Regions from separate parts of the Capsicum annuum genome. Here region 2 is linked to region 1. A link is a contact called in public Hi-C data. All regions are on one chromosome and are shown on one strand. The core of a region is the stretch at or near the end of the contact, and the rest is flanking DNA. Distances in the headings are between cores, read along the strand shown. Region 1 holds the start of LOC107849196 (cellulose synthase-like protein G2). Region 2 overlaps LOC107849196 (cellulose synthase-like protein G2).

The links. A called contact is a pair of places that touch in the nucleus more often than the background predicts.
Region 2: a contact with region 1 is called in a Hi-C map of placenta, with 1.7 times the contacts expected there. The contact joins the enhancer-like site here to the promoter of LOC107849196 in region 1. A contact is called at or near these places in 2 of 5 Hi-C or Micro-C datasets (bud and placenta).

Annotation. Positions count from the first base shown.
Region 1 is chr1:241,714,805-241,722,520 of UCD10Xv1.1, forward strand. It overlaps LOC107849196 (cellulose synthase-like protein G2), which reads left to right and starts at 3,466. Exons shown (of 5, transcript XM_047400831.1): 1 at 3,466-4,265. The coding sequence starts at 3,708.
Region 2 is chr1:241,748,687-241,756,402 of UCD10Xv1.1, forward strand. It overlaps LOC107849196 (cellulose synthase-like protein G2), which reads left to right. Exons shown (of 5, transcript XM_047400831.1): 2 at 4,253-4,378. Among protein-coding and RNA genes, the nearest start is that of LOC107849196, 34 kb to the left of the region's middle. Within about 2 kb of position 3,710, at least 1 of the 5 cell types and tissues checked has an H3K27ac peak or open chromatin away from gene starts, as enhancers often do.

The DNA.
Region 1 (7,716 bases), core at 2,216-4,715:
CACACTAATACACTTTTATACTACATTGATACACTTGCAATGTCCATATACTCAATTGATGCTCTCTTATACTAGATTGATAAATTTTTAGAATGCATGTAAAAACTATATAAAGTCGTATAAAATATGTATCTAAATAATAATTATAGTTAAAAATTATATAGAATGTGTATAAAAATGCTAGAATTATAATATAGAATATGTGTGTGTGTGTGTATATATATATATATATATATATATATATATATATATATATAGAGAGAGAGAGAGAGAGAGAGAGAGAGAGAAATTGTACCGTTATTATATATAAATATATATCTTTAACAATTGTATTATATTAAAAGTATATGGTATTGTATTTTATTGTATAAATAAGTAACACTAAAAAAACAAATATTATGTTATTTTAATAATATTGGTGAATGTAAAATAATTTGGAAAAAAAAAAAAAGCAATTACTCAATTGGTTAAAAAGAATAAAAAAGAGTAGAATCTTAAAAAATGAGCCAAAAAAGTCTAGGTTGAATTTTAAGATAAATTTAACAGATTGGACCAAATTTAACAGGTTGGACCATGTTTTGTTCTGTTTAGAGGTACCAATCTTATTTTGTGTGTTGCATTTTATTATGTGTACTCGGTATTGTTTTACTACCTTTTTTTATCGGGAAAAGAGGTTGACTGAGTTAAGGTTATGTTGGAGGCTAGTTAATGGGTATTTAATTATGTGTGTTATTTTTGTGGTATTATTTTAGTTTTAGGTGTTATTTTTGTCATTTTTTCTTATTTTTATGTTGTTAGCTATTGTAATTTATAATATTTTTTTGATATTACAATTTACTATTTTAAATTGTTTGCTATTGTAATTTGTAATACTCTTCTTGTTCAAACTTTTGTGATATTGATAGTCAATTTATATTTTAAAAGTGATTTAATTTTTAAATTATTGTGATTTATAATATTTTTTTCTATTTCAATTTAAGAGACACTGATATAATTTTGAGAGTCAATCAAATATCACGATTGAAGTAGCGAAATCGACATATCTTGAAGGATTCATATAATTAATCTGAAGTGATATAGTAAAATTGTTATAAAAAATAATTGTGAATTTTTTTTAAATGGGTCTCATATAAGATATCAAATTAATTTAAAACGTCAAGAGTTAATTTATCATTTTTATGTTTATTCTATTTTTTATTAAATACTATTAATTTTTTAATATTTAGATGACTTATAATAATTACTTAGGGGTGATACAGTAAAATTACGGTTGAAGCAGTTGAAGCAAGCATGTCATAAATATCTATTTTATTTTTTTAAAAAAAATAAATTTTATTAATTTTCTAATACATAAATGTCATATAATTATTAACTAGGGGTGATATAGTAAAATTATGAAGCAAACAAACAGCTGAAAGCAAGCATGACAACCATCAGCTGTCTGCTTCCAGCAACTGCTACTCACACTTACATATAGTAACACGATTGAAGTAGCGAAACTGACACGTCTTGAATGACTCATAATAACTAATTAGAAGTGATCTAGCAAAATTGCTATAAAAAATACTTGTAAAATTTTCTTATAAGATGTCAAATTAATTTAAAACATCAAAGGTTAATTTATCACTTTATGTTTGTTTTACTTTTTTATTAAATATTATTAATTTTATAATACCTAGATCACCTATTATAATTATTTAGGATCGATATAGAAAAATTACAATTAAAGCAGCTAAAGCGGACATGTCATAAATATCTATTTTACTTTTTAAAAATTAAATTTCTCATATAATAATTAATTAAAAATAATGTAATAAAATCATGAAATAAGTAAGCAGTTGAAAGCAGACATGTCATTATCAGCTGTCTGTTGCAAGAGCTGCTACTCACTCTTCTGTATAGTAGTACTAATGGCATGATAAATTAAAATCAACAAATTAAAGATTAAAAGATTCTTAAATTCTACACCTAATTAAAACCAAAAGGAATAAACTTTCATCAAGCAAAAACACGGTTATGTCCACACGATTCTATTTTTAATTAAACAAAGGTTGTAGTAGGATGAAGTCACCCTTGGAGTAATTGGTAAAATTGTTATTATGTGATCAGAAAGTCACGAGTTTAAGTCTTGAAAATAATTTTTTATATAAGGCTGCGTACAATACACTCTTGTAATGGGGACTTTCTCTGAACACCGCGCATAGCGATATCTTTAATACATTATGTTGCCCTTTTTTTTTTTTTTAAAGGTTGAAGTATGATGATGTCCTTTCCTTCTTAACTAGATCGAGTTTGAGCTTTAGATATGAAAAATATAATGTTCAGAAGAATACTCTATTGTGGGTTTAAAGGTCTTGGACAATGTAAATCAAAATCAGTCGAAACTCCAATTTTATATAAATACCATATCCCGTATGAACCACCAATAAATCCTTTTCAAAATAAGGCTGATCTCTTACGGTTCACACTAGGGGTGGGCATGGTATGATACGGTAAGGTAATTTAAAATTCGATATGGTAACTTCGATTTTTGGTATCTAAAAGAATAATATTATTACCATACCAAATTAGTTCGGTATGGTTCAATATTTTTAAATTCAATTTCGGTATTTTACTGTATGGTAATTTGGTAATCATACTTTATTTGATTTTGACTTACATATATTCATAGTAAAAAATTATAACATTAAACTTTAAAAACGTCTCAATTATATAAAACTAACAACTACCTTTGTTAATTAGTTACACAAAAAGAACATTTCAATCACGATTGAGTAGTTCAAGATGTAAATTTTGAACAACATTACCTAAATTTAAGCATAGTACTCCTAAATAATAAGTTTCTTAAAAAAATTATTCTAAATAAAAATTATTTTTATGTTCAATTGGCTAATGGATGATTTATAAATATATTTAATAATCTTAAATATAATATATATGAGTTTTATATATTATTAAAAAACTTCGATGTGGTATAGGTATTTCGATATTTATTGCATAAATATCAAATACTGTATTAAATATCAAAATAATTTAAAACTCTTACCAAATACCATATCAAATATCATAACATCCATATCACGATATAAAAAATTTTAATTTCGAAATGATATTCGATATATACCCTACCATGCCCACCCCTAATTCACACATATCTTTTTCTAGATTAGTTGTCATAATGTCATTTTAAATTTAAAAATTGCTATAAAAGTCACCAGATAATCTATACTTGAAATGGTGTCGGCAGAAAATTGCTAATCTATACTTGAAATGGTGTCGCCAGAAAATTGCCATTAAACACTCTTTGATTGAGAATTTTAGTTTTGTGCATCATCAGCTTAGAAAATATTCTACATTATCATATGAACTTGATTTGTTATTGTAAAATATTTTACATTATCAGATGAACTTGACTTGCTATTGTAGGTTATCTAATTTTTTTTTTTTTTTAATTCTTATATAAATAATTGAATAACCTGCAATAGCAGATCAAGTTAGGTGATAGTGTAGAATTTTTTATGCACTGACGATGGACAGAAGTGTAGAAGTTAAACACGCTGCTTAAGCCCTCCCTTATAAATGGTTGTCTGCTAGCTTTGTGGACTGCGAGTACAATTAGCCTGCCCGGATTAGGGGATGCTGTTTTTCTAATTTCTTATGTTTTTCTTCTAATTATAGAGTGAAGTTGTATATTTTCTCCAAACAAAATGGAAGAATCATCTCTTCACTCTTTGAAGATAATGCACGGACGCAAATTTTTCAACCGTGCATTTGCAGTTATATATGCATTTGCTATTATAGTCTTGTTCTACTACCATGTGCTCACATTAACCAGAGCTCCCCTATCAATTGTCATGTTTATATCTGATTTTATTCTAGCATTATTGTGGTTCACATCACAATCATTCTTCATGAATCCAATTTCTCGTCAACAGTTCCCCAAAAATCTCGAGATATTGGTTGACAAGAAGGATTTTCCAGCAATTGACATATTTATATGCACAGCGGATCCATACAAGGAGCCACCATTAACTACAGTTAACACAACTTTATCTGTTTTGGCTTATGATTATCCCATGGAGAAACTTTCTGTTTATATATCAGATGATGGAGGATCAAAGCTCATTCTATTTGCTCTTATGGAAGCAGCTAAATTTGCAAGGAGTTGGATACCTTACTGTAGGGAAAATAAGATCGAGCAGAGGTGTCCAGAAGAGTACTTTCGGAAAAATCATACTATAACTTCTCAATTTCAGATTATTCAGGTAATTAAAAGCGCTCTGATTAATTATTAATTTAATCTTACTGTATGTGCTTAATGATTTGCTCTAGTCCATACTGGAATTTTTAATTACTAAAGGACTCGTATGTCCTTGGGTTGGCTGCTCTTGAACATGCATATATCTAATCGATAAAGCGTGTACATTGTACAACATAAGGTAGATAGTGTTGATTCTTTCTGCCAAAGCTTTTTTAGTCGAGTTCTTGCTTCAGGTTTGGTAGTGCAATTCACATCTCCAACGTTATTTATGGAGTTATTGCAATAGGAGCGAATTTTTCTGATAGAGACTCAAAAAAATAGCGGCTAGAGATTTTCTGGGTTTTCATGTTAAAAATAATATAATAATCCAAATCAATTAACAATGATTAGGTGGAGTAATTTCTTTTATGAATAATATAATACTTTAGTTATATTATTCCAACCTCTTATAAACTTTGAGATAACTTTACAGATAAGCTGTGTTTACAACTTTTTTCAAACGAAATCTTTCTTCTTCAAAAAATCAAGTTCATAGTTATTGCTTTTCAGAAGAATTTTTTCTCTATTTTCTTAGTGAAAATTCATAGTTTTTACTTTTCAGAAGAATTTCTTCGCTATTTAGTTAGTGTAGAATCAATAGATTTGTTATATCCATTAAAACTATTTGCTAATGATCTTATAGCAGTCTCACGTGGAAGAGAGAACAAAGATTGGTTTTAGAAAAGAATTTTGCACGTGTCAAACTTCAAATTTGTGTTAGTTGTGCATATTGTTAAGCCTTCATCTTGTGTTCTTCTTCGTATAATTTATTTTCATGGAACATATTCTCCAACAATCTAAAAATAATATTTAAATTTTATTTGGGGCAGTGAGAAACAACTGAGTGGATTGTGAAGAAGCAGATTCAGATTTTGATTTTAAATCTTCAACGCAACATTGCCATTATATTGGAGAGATTATTTCAAGGGATTTTCACTGGACATTAACTGTTGCAATTAGTTTTGATAGTATCGATTTTCATTAAATCAGTCTCTTTCTAATTTTCAAAATTGTCATTCTTTAAGCTCATGAATCTGGCAAGATTCATGTAATTTACAACATAAATATTTATTCAAAAGTGCTTATTGTGAGTATATGACGTTGAATTGTGAGGTGGGTGTACTAGTTTGAAGTGGGGGAAGTTGTTGCGCGCGAGATGGGTAATTTTTTTGAACCGATATAAGAAAGTACTAAAAATTATACAAATACACAACTTATGTTTTCAATATTATAAAAAAACTCAACTCCCTAAACATATTACAAAAATCCCAACATATATACAGAATGCTATATATATGTCAGCTATGTTATGTATATTAATAGAGAGAGAATAAAGTAATTAAAAAAGTGAGAGAGAGTGTAATTAGTTCCAAAAGTGTTGGTATTTATGTTATTTATATAGGAAAGTAATCATTATTCTTGCAAGTGGCGAATTTTATGGGGTTGCTAAAACTTTCGGTTCTATACAGTTCTATAAGGACATAAATTTCTTCCGGAAGCTTAAATGACATGAACTTTAAATTTAAACACATGATATTCATGTACTCCCTACGTTTTAAAAAGAATTATCTACTTTAACTTGACACAAAGTTTAAGAAAATAAAGAAGACTTGAATCTTGTGACCTTAAATTAAAGTTGTGTCAAATGTATGAAAATATCTTTTAATCTTGTGATCCTAAACATGTCATGTGGAAAGTTGGAATTAAAGTATTATCAAAAAAGAAAAGGAATCATTCTTTTTAAACGAACTAAAAAGAAAAGTAGGTCATTCTTTTTTAAACGGATGGAGTATTAGTTTGAATATTCATGTATTGTGGCCATGGGACCTTGGATGGTCTTTTTCCTCACGAAGTGGTAATCAAGCTCAATGTGTTTTGTACGAGCATGGAGAATGAAATTCTTGGTCAAGTGCATTGCAGAAATATTATGAGTATAAAGAAGAGGAGGACCGAGTAAGAAAATGTCAATGTCTGAGTATGTATGTGATCCATGTTAGCTCCACACCAAGGAGGCCAATGATCTATACTCTGCTTCAGCGCTTGATTTTGCCACAGTTGTTTGTTTCTTAGAAGTCCATGAGACGCAATTGGAACCTAGAAACACACACAACCCTTTTGTTGATCTTCTCATGATAGGACAACCACCCCAATTTGCATCGGAAAAACCAACAAGTTTGAGAGAGGATTTTGTAGTGATGTGAAGGCCAAGTTGCATAGTTCCTGCTAAGTAGCGAAGTACTCGCTTGACTCCAGTCCAATGAGTTGCAGTAGGATGTTGCATAAACTGGCAGAGGAGATTAACTGCATGGTCGAGTTCTGGACGAGTGAGAGTTAAAGTATTGCAAGGCACCAACTATACTTCGAAACTCAGAGATATTGAAGTGGGACCTGTGGGATCATGAAGCTCATATTTTGTAGCAAGAGGAGTATGAACAGCACAGGCACAAGTCATCTTTGTGCGTTCTAATGTAGCCAATGCGTACTTGTGTTGGCTAAGGAATAAACCATTCGGACAGCGTATGACGTCAATTCCATGGAAATAGTGGATATCCCCTTTTATCTTTCATAGCAAACTTAGAATTTATATTACATACCAAAACTTTTTGAAGAGAGATGCAACTTCCCGTAAGTACTATGTCATCAACATAGAGAAGGAGCAAAATGGTGTCTGTAGAAGATTGCCAAATGAAGAGAGAGGAGTCATACTTGCTGTAATTGAATCCCAAGTGTAGAAGATGTTTACTAAATTTGTGAAAGCATGCTTTGGGAGCCTGTTTTAACCCATAAAAGCCTTCTTCAACCCACACATATAAGACAGAAAAATAGGATCAATGAAGTCCGAAAGTTGTTCCGTGAATACTGTTTCTATGAGATCACCATGTAAAAATTCACTCTTCACATTGAGTTGTTTAATTGGACAATGTAATGTCGTAGCAACAGCAAGAACAATACGGATGGTGGTCGTTCTTACCACAGGACTGAAGGTATCATCGAAATCAACTCTCTTAATTTGATTGTAACCTTTAGCGTCGAGCCTTGAACCTTTCCACCAAACCATCTGCCTTTAATTTGGTTTTATAAACCCATCGAGAGGCAACTATATTTATATGGGGTCTACGTGGAACAAGCAACCAAGTTTCATTAGAGCGGAGAGCATGAAGTTCTTCATACATTGTTAAAACCCAATGCTCTTTGGATAGAACTTCTTTAATTGTCAGAGACTTCCTTGTATTGGAGCTGATAGAAGCAGTCATGGATAGTGAGTGAAAGGTGGGGTCATGTATACTGTTCGTCTTAGCTCTATAAGCATTTTATAAGAGTTTGACGGTCTAGGTGAGCGGGAGATGGTAGAGGGACAAAGCCGGACAACTTGGATGGTTTGAGACGTAGAGTGTGGAAGTTGGGGAAGATGCATA
Region 2 (7,716 bases), core at 2,460-4,959, 34 kb after region 1:
ACAAAGATAGATTGTAATCATATCCATCAAATGCATTTCAAACATCTCATGAACAGTGAAACTAATGAGATAACGTAATGTTATTCCATCCATATTTGGAGAGTATCTCTCTTCATTATCAATACCAGGACTTTGTGAAAATCCTTGTACAACAAGGCGTGCCTTATATCTTTGTATTTCTTTTTTCTCATTTCTTTTATGCACAAAGACCCATTTATAGCCAATAGGTTTAATATAATTTTGTGTTCGAATAATAGGTCCAAAAACTTCATGCTTGACAAATGAATTCAACTCAGATTGAATTGCTTCTTGTTATTTTGGCCAATCATTTCTTTGTTAACATTCTGCAATAGACTCAGATTCGAGATCCTCTCTATCTTGCATGATTTTCGTTGCAACATTATATGCAAAGGCCTAGTCCACCACTATTTTCGATTGATTTAAATTAGTTTTACCATCATATGTATTTATGAATAATTCCTTATTTTTCTTGAGGTTCAGACTCATTGGTTCCTTCAGGGATATCAAAATTGTTCAAGTCTTGAATTTTCATATGAGATTCTTTCGTAGTGTCATCTTAATCATATTTTTCTAGGATTTCTATCCTTAGAAGCCAGTGGTCTACAATGCTTTAGGAGTGCTTTAGACTCATTAGCCACGACACTAGTATATGGTCCTTTAGGAACGTCAATTTGTATTGGGACATTCCCTACTGCATGAATATATGGTTTTGTAATCCTTTTTAAATTTGTAATTGCATCCAATATTTGATTTGGAATTTTCTTTAAATGAATAATCTATTTTACTTCTTGCTCACAAATAGAAGCGCGTGGATCAAGATGAGATAGTGATGAATTTTTAAACAAAATTTCTCTTTTGATTTCACTATTTTCTCTTCCTAATTTTGAGAAAACAGTCTCATCAAATCGACAACCTATAAATTGAGCAGTAAATATCTCTCCAGTCAATGGTTTAAGGTAACGAATAATAGAGGGTGATTCAAACCCAATATATATTCCTAGGCACATACACAGCACATTCAAAAATTCTCAAATGAGATATATTAGACTCTTGACCCAAAACCAACTGTAACGAAGAAAATTTATGATAATTTATCGTTCTGAGATGAAAAAGTGTTGGAGCATGTAAAATGGCATGACCCCAAACAGAAGTGGACGACTTAGTTTTCATAAGTAATGACCTTGCTATCAATTGCAAACGTTTAATTAATGACTCAGCAAGTCCATTTTGAGTGTGAACATGAGCTACATGATGTTCAACTTTTATCCCAATTGATAAGCAATAATCATTAATGCTTGAGATAAAAACTCTGCAGCATTATCAAGGTGAATAGACTTGATCTAATAATAAAAAAATTGTGCTCGTAATCATATTATTTGTGCCAATAATTTTACAAATGCTAAATTGTGAGATGACAACAGGCACACATGGGATCATGTAGAAGAAATATCTATTAAGACCATGAAATATCTAAACAATTCACTAGGTGGGTGAATAAGTCCACAAATATCCCCTTATATATGTTTTAAGAACGTAAGAGACTCAATCTCAACCTTAGTTGGTGATGGTCTCACAATTAACTTGTCTTGATAACAGGCAATACAAGAAAATTCATTATTTGAAAGAACCTTCATGTTATTTAATGGAAACCCATTTTGACTTTTCTATAAATCGTCTCATCATTATGGATCAGAATGTCCCAACCGATCGCGCCAAAGTTAAAAATATTGAAATTAGTAAAATTTTGATTTACTATAGAATGTGCCTTAATCGCAAATACAAGTCAGAAAATAAAGAAGGAAACTTTTCTATACCACATGTCTGCCCGGAAACATTCTTGATAGTACCAAGATATTCTTGATTCAATTCATAGTGGTCTTGATATGATAACCATTTTCATGAATATCTTTAAAACCCAACAAGTTTCTCCGAAATTTAGGAGAAAACATAACATTATTTATGATGAGTTTAGCTCCCTTAGATAAAATTATAATGGCTCTTTCGAAGTCTTTGATCAAATTAGTACTACCAAAAATCGTAGTATCATTTATTTTGTTTATATTTAAATGAAAAAAATATTTCTCATTTTTAAATATTGTGTGTGTTGTACCAGAATCAATTAAGCAAATACCTTCATAATTACATAACTTGCTTTAAAAATTATTCATATCTTCAAATAAAATGACATACACAAAATTAAATATTAATGATGGACAAACTTTAAAGTCAACACTAAGTAGTATAATAAATTTGAGCAATTAAATGAGTGATGTTTACTTTCATGGTAAACATTAATCAAAAGTCACAAGTACTAAGATTCCTTTTTCACATACTTGTTGAGAAAACAATAATAGTTCGTCCGTGTTAAAGAAAACTTATAAGTAATTTGATTAAATGTTTCTCTATAAACATAACCCAGTGAACTATATTTTATGATATCCAAAAAAGATGCAAGAATTAAGACTATAATTTAATGAGTAATTTTTTTTTTGTAAGCATATAATAGATTGCAATATTAAAATGTGTAAGATCAGATCAAAAAATAATTACTACAAACCTTACGATAATATGTCTAAAATAAAAATACTAATAAAATAGAACAACTACTTTAACATTATTTATTACAACACTATTACTAACAAATATTAAAAATTCACTCTTTCATAGCCACAGAACCATCACCAATCAGGTGATCTATCTTTTCCTCATGATGCTCGAAGAAATCTACTACATCTAAGTGAGCAATGTCCACGTGATTTTCATAGATAAAATTAGCTTTAGAATTTTTCTCTTTTTTCTTTAGTGATACTTGATAAAACTCAACCAAGTGTTTGGGAGTACGATAGTCACGCGCATAGTATCCTTTGGCACCACATCAAAAACAACAACATGCTTTACCTGCTTCACATTTCTCATTCTTTCCTTATTATTTTCGATGGAACCATTTATTTGATGAGTGACTAACACCAGAAACATGATTTCTTTCATGATCATAGTCACGTTCACGATCAGATCTGTGATCCTTTTCACGCCTAACATGGTGGACGTACACTTCATTCACTTCAGAAAATGGTGTAAATTCAGTAGGCCGAAGCTCGTGATTTTTCATTAACAAATCATTATTTTGTTCAGCCACAAGAAGGTGGAAACTTAGTTCAGAATATTTCTTAAAACCTTTCTCTCGATATTGTTGTTGTAAGAACACATTAGAGGCATAAAAGGTGGAGAGTATTTTTTCCATCATATCAACATCATTAAGTGTCTCCACATAATTTCAACTGAGAAAAAATTTTGAACATGATAGAATTATACTCATGAACAGACTTATAGTTTTGAAATCTCAAATACATCCAATCATATCGTGCTTTTGAATGTATGACCATTTTTAGGTGATCATTTATTTCTTTTAGGTTATTCCACAAAATAAGTGCATCTTTAACAGTAAGATATTTTAGCACGAGAGTTTTATTATCTATTATTCTGTATACAAAATAAAAATAAATACATGCCTCTTATATAATTTTTCCAACTCTTGTAACCAATAAAAATAAGAGGTCCATGCATGAGAAAGTCTTCATTTTGAAATGAAGAAAATGTTGAAAATAGGGGAGACATCCACGCTACTTTCTTAACACTATTGTTAGTCCATCAATTTACATAAGTTCTGTCAGGTTATGCAGCACTATATACTGTTGCTGATGCACATACATTAAGCCTTTTTTTTTTCTCGAGTGAATGATATGGCACTCAACCACAGAGACAACGTGCATTTTGGGCTTAGAAAACTAATCATTATCATATTTGGTTGAATTTTATTTTTAAAATGTTCAGAAATTTTGTGCGCAGAACATCATTATTTCCGTTGAAATAATTTTTCAAACTACTTTTTATATTTTAATTTTTTTTAAAAAAATTAATTAAGTTGAAGCTGAAATAATTAATCAACTTGTAAAATAAATATAATTTAAAAATAATATTTTAGTTGAATTGAAATAGTAAAATAAAAATTCACAGCCAAATGAAAATTACTAAGATTAAATTATTTGATTTATCGTAAATATTTACACATGCTAATTAGTAATTAACATTTTATCTTCATTTACCCTTAACAATGTTGTAGACCTTGCTATCAAATGAATTTGCAGCAAGGTGGACCTAGTCCTTAACAAGGAGGGACAGGATGATCAGGGGAAACAAAACCAGTTTTTAATATTTACTCCTCTTTAAGCAGGTATTATTGGAAAGAGACAAAGATAAAGACGTCAAAGGTTTCTCAATTCCAAATCTCATTTACGTGTCCCGGGAGAAAAGCACCACCTCACCTCATCACTTCAAGGCTGGGGCACTTAATGCTTTGGTAAGAAACAAAACCCATTATTTTAACATTGTGATACTCTATCCGTCATTTTAGATGTCTAGCGTACTAAAAATATACTAAAAACAAATGCTTATTTTTACTTATAGTTTAAAAAGATTAAGAAATAGTTTATTAGATAATTTTTAATTTATTTTATTATTAAGTATAGTTATTTTTTAATGTATTACTAAAGTTTTTAGCTTGTTATATTTAAAATGTGATATAATAAAATTATTATTCTATTTAGTATTTCTTAAAAAATATATCAAGTCATTACTAATAAAAATAAATGGAGAAAGTAAGTTGAATTTTATTTGTTACTTTTTTTTTTTCATATTTTTATAAGTGTTCTTTTTGGATTGTGATATTGTTTCAAAATAAGTGTATGTTTATGACTTCAAGCATATTTTGATCAATAATCTTTCTAATATACTTTCAAGTTTAAATATAGTAATCAATATCAATTTGAAAAGAGATAAATTTAATTAAGAGTAACTTGGTAAAATTATTTTTAATTTTCTAACAGTGAATAATTTATTTTTCTAATAGTGAGTAATTTATTAAGCGTGTGCCTAAAAGGTAAAAATTATTTACACCCCTCAACTTTATTTTTAAAATCAAACTCCCCCTTCAATTATAAACAATAGACATTCTCCCCCCTTATTCTATACATTGTCTATATTACCCTGAAAATTTGTAATCTCCATTTATATAACATATTTTATAATAATATTATATATTATTTATTTATTTTACCCAATTATTTATTTATTTTATTTAAATTCGTTAATGTTATAAGTAGAATAATTATTTTATAAATTTATCATAAAAGTTAAGGTATTTTCTATGAATGCTATTTATTACATGCATTAAGTACTTATATAGATATATGTGTGAATATTTAAGTTTCATTTTCTCCTTATTTTTTATTATTTATATAGATAAATAATTTTTAATTGTCATTAATGAGATATTCTAAATTATAATTTAAAATTATTAATAATGTAAGTAAACTTTAGGAATTAATATGTTTTAAACTATATCTTTATTTTTATTAATTATTTTTATATTGCATACATTAGAATATATTTATTAAATTATTATTATATGTCATTTGATTGTTAGGAAGGCATGGCAAACGCGAATTAATATAGTAGATTAGGAGGTTGGAGTAAGTTCATGCTTGTAGGTAGTGTTGTATTTATTATTAGTTGTAGTGCTATACTTATAGTTTTCTATTCTTTGATTCTTATTAATATATGTTGTTTCGGGTAGATCACTTATAATATTATCTTTGTGTGGTAGTATTGATCTGTTACTATATGTTGTGTTAATCCTTATTATCTTCTGTCCTCTTTGTCTTGAGCCGAGAGTCTATCGAAAGTAGTCTTTCTATCTCACATCGGAGATAGTGATACCTACTACATACACTCTATTCTCCCCAAATTTCACTGTGTAGAAATATATTGCATATGTTGTTGTTTTTGTTATTATGCTCATTTATTTTATTTAGAATGTTATTAGCTTATATGCTAAATTAATGTTTCTCACTTTCTTTTTTTCGTCTAAAAAATAATATATTTTTTTCTAAATAAAATTTACTAGATAGATTAGAAGTAATCATTAATTTAAATAAGTAAAGAAAAATAAATATTAACAGAGTAAGGATAAAGTAGATATTTTAAAAAGATAAATAGAATAAAAGGGGGAGAATGATTATTGTTCAAAATTGAGGAAGTAAAAATAATATCTTTATTTGTTGCCTCATCTGATGTTTGAGATGTAAGTTTCTGTGAATGATTATTGTTCAAAATTGAGGAAGTAAAAATAATATCTTGATTTGTTGACTCATCTGATGTCTGAGATGCAAGTTTCTGTTAGATTTTTCAACATATATAATATTCTTTGAATTTTTTCATCCCTACTTCGACCCTCAATCCCCTACCCTCACCCTTGCCCCGCTCCTACCACCCCTATTAAAAAAAATATTTAAAATTTTTTTCTTGCCTCACCCTTACCCAAAACCCAAAATCCTACTCCCTTCCCCTTTCCCCCCAAAAATTATTTTTTTTAAAAAAATCAAACTTTTTTCGTACCTCCCCTATCCGACCACCCTACCAATCTCTTTCCCCCGCCGCCCCCGTTAAAAAAAATTAATTTTTTTAAATTTATTTTTTAAAAAAATTTAATTTTTTTCTTACCCCCCTCATTCTCCTACCCCGACCCGTACCCCTACCTCTCCCATTCAAAAAAAATATTTTAAATTTGTTTTCTTACCCCATTCTTACTCCACTACCCTCACCCCCACCCCATACAACCCCCCTCCCCCCTCCCCCCACACAAAAAAAATTATTTTTTAAAAAATCATTACCCACCCTTACTATCTATTTTGACAACCCCGACCCCCTCTTCAATTTTTTTTTAATATTTTTAATTTATTTTTTAAAAATAATTCAAAAGTTTTTCCCTATCTTACCCTTTCTATCATATTTGTTTTCATTATTTTTGTTAAATATACAAATACTTTTTAAAAATATATATTTATCCATTTTAAATAACGAACACACGAATATAAGTAAGAAACAACTTATTTTTCTAGAAAATATTTTTTACTCCTTCATATCGAACACACCCTAAAAAAATATATTTTGAGATCAAAAATTATTTTTCTAAAATGTATTTTTACGCTTTAGCTATACAATAAAATGTATTTTTTTGAAAAATATTTTTTCATTCACTAACCAAACACTACAAAATATTTTTTGAAAAATATTTTCCATCAACCAACCAAACATAAAAAAACAAGTAAGAAATCAACTTATTTTTCAAGAAAACATTTTTCATGGAAAACCTTTTCCTTCGAACCAAACACACCCTTATTTTTGTCTTTCTTCTTGTACTTCAATTTTTTACTTTTATATATCTTTATATTTCACTAAGGTTTTTCTCAATTCTCCAATTCTTTGTTCGGGAAAATTCAATTGCCAAGTTTTTTTTTTTTTTTTTTTTAATTATAACGTTGCATCAAGAATACTAAAGTGAGAATATTATTGAGGTTAGATTGTTTTATATTTTATCCTTCTACATTTTATTATTGCGCATTTAAAATTCATTATTTTATATTTTTTTTTGCTTCATACTATATTTTGTCTTTTCAGATATATTTTAGAATATATATATATGTATGTATGTATGTATGTTAACTATAAAGTAGACTTATTTTTTGAATGCAAGTGCTAATTAAGAGAAATTGCATATAAAGTTTTCTAAAAGTGAAATTGATAAAATTTTATCCAAGGCCAATAATTTCTTAAGAAAAATTAAATGAATTAGCTATA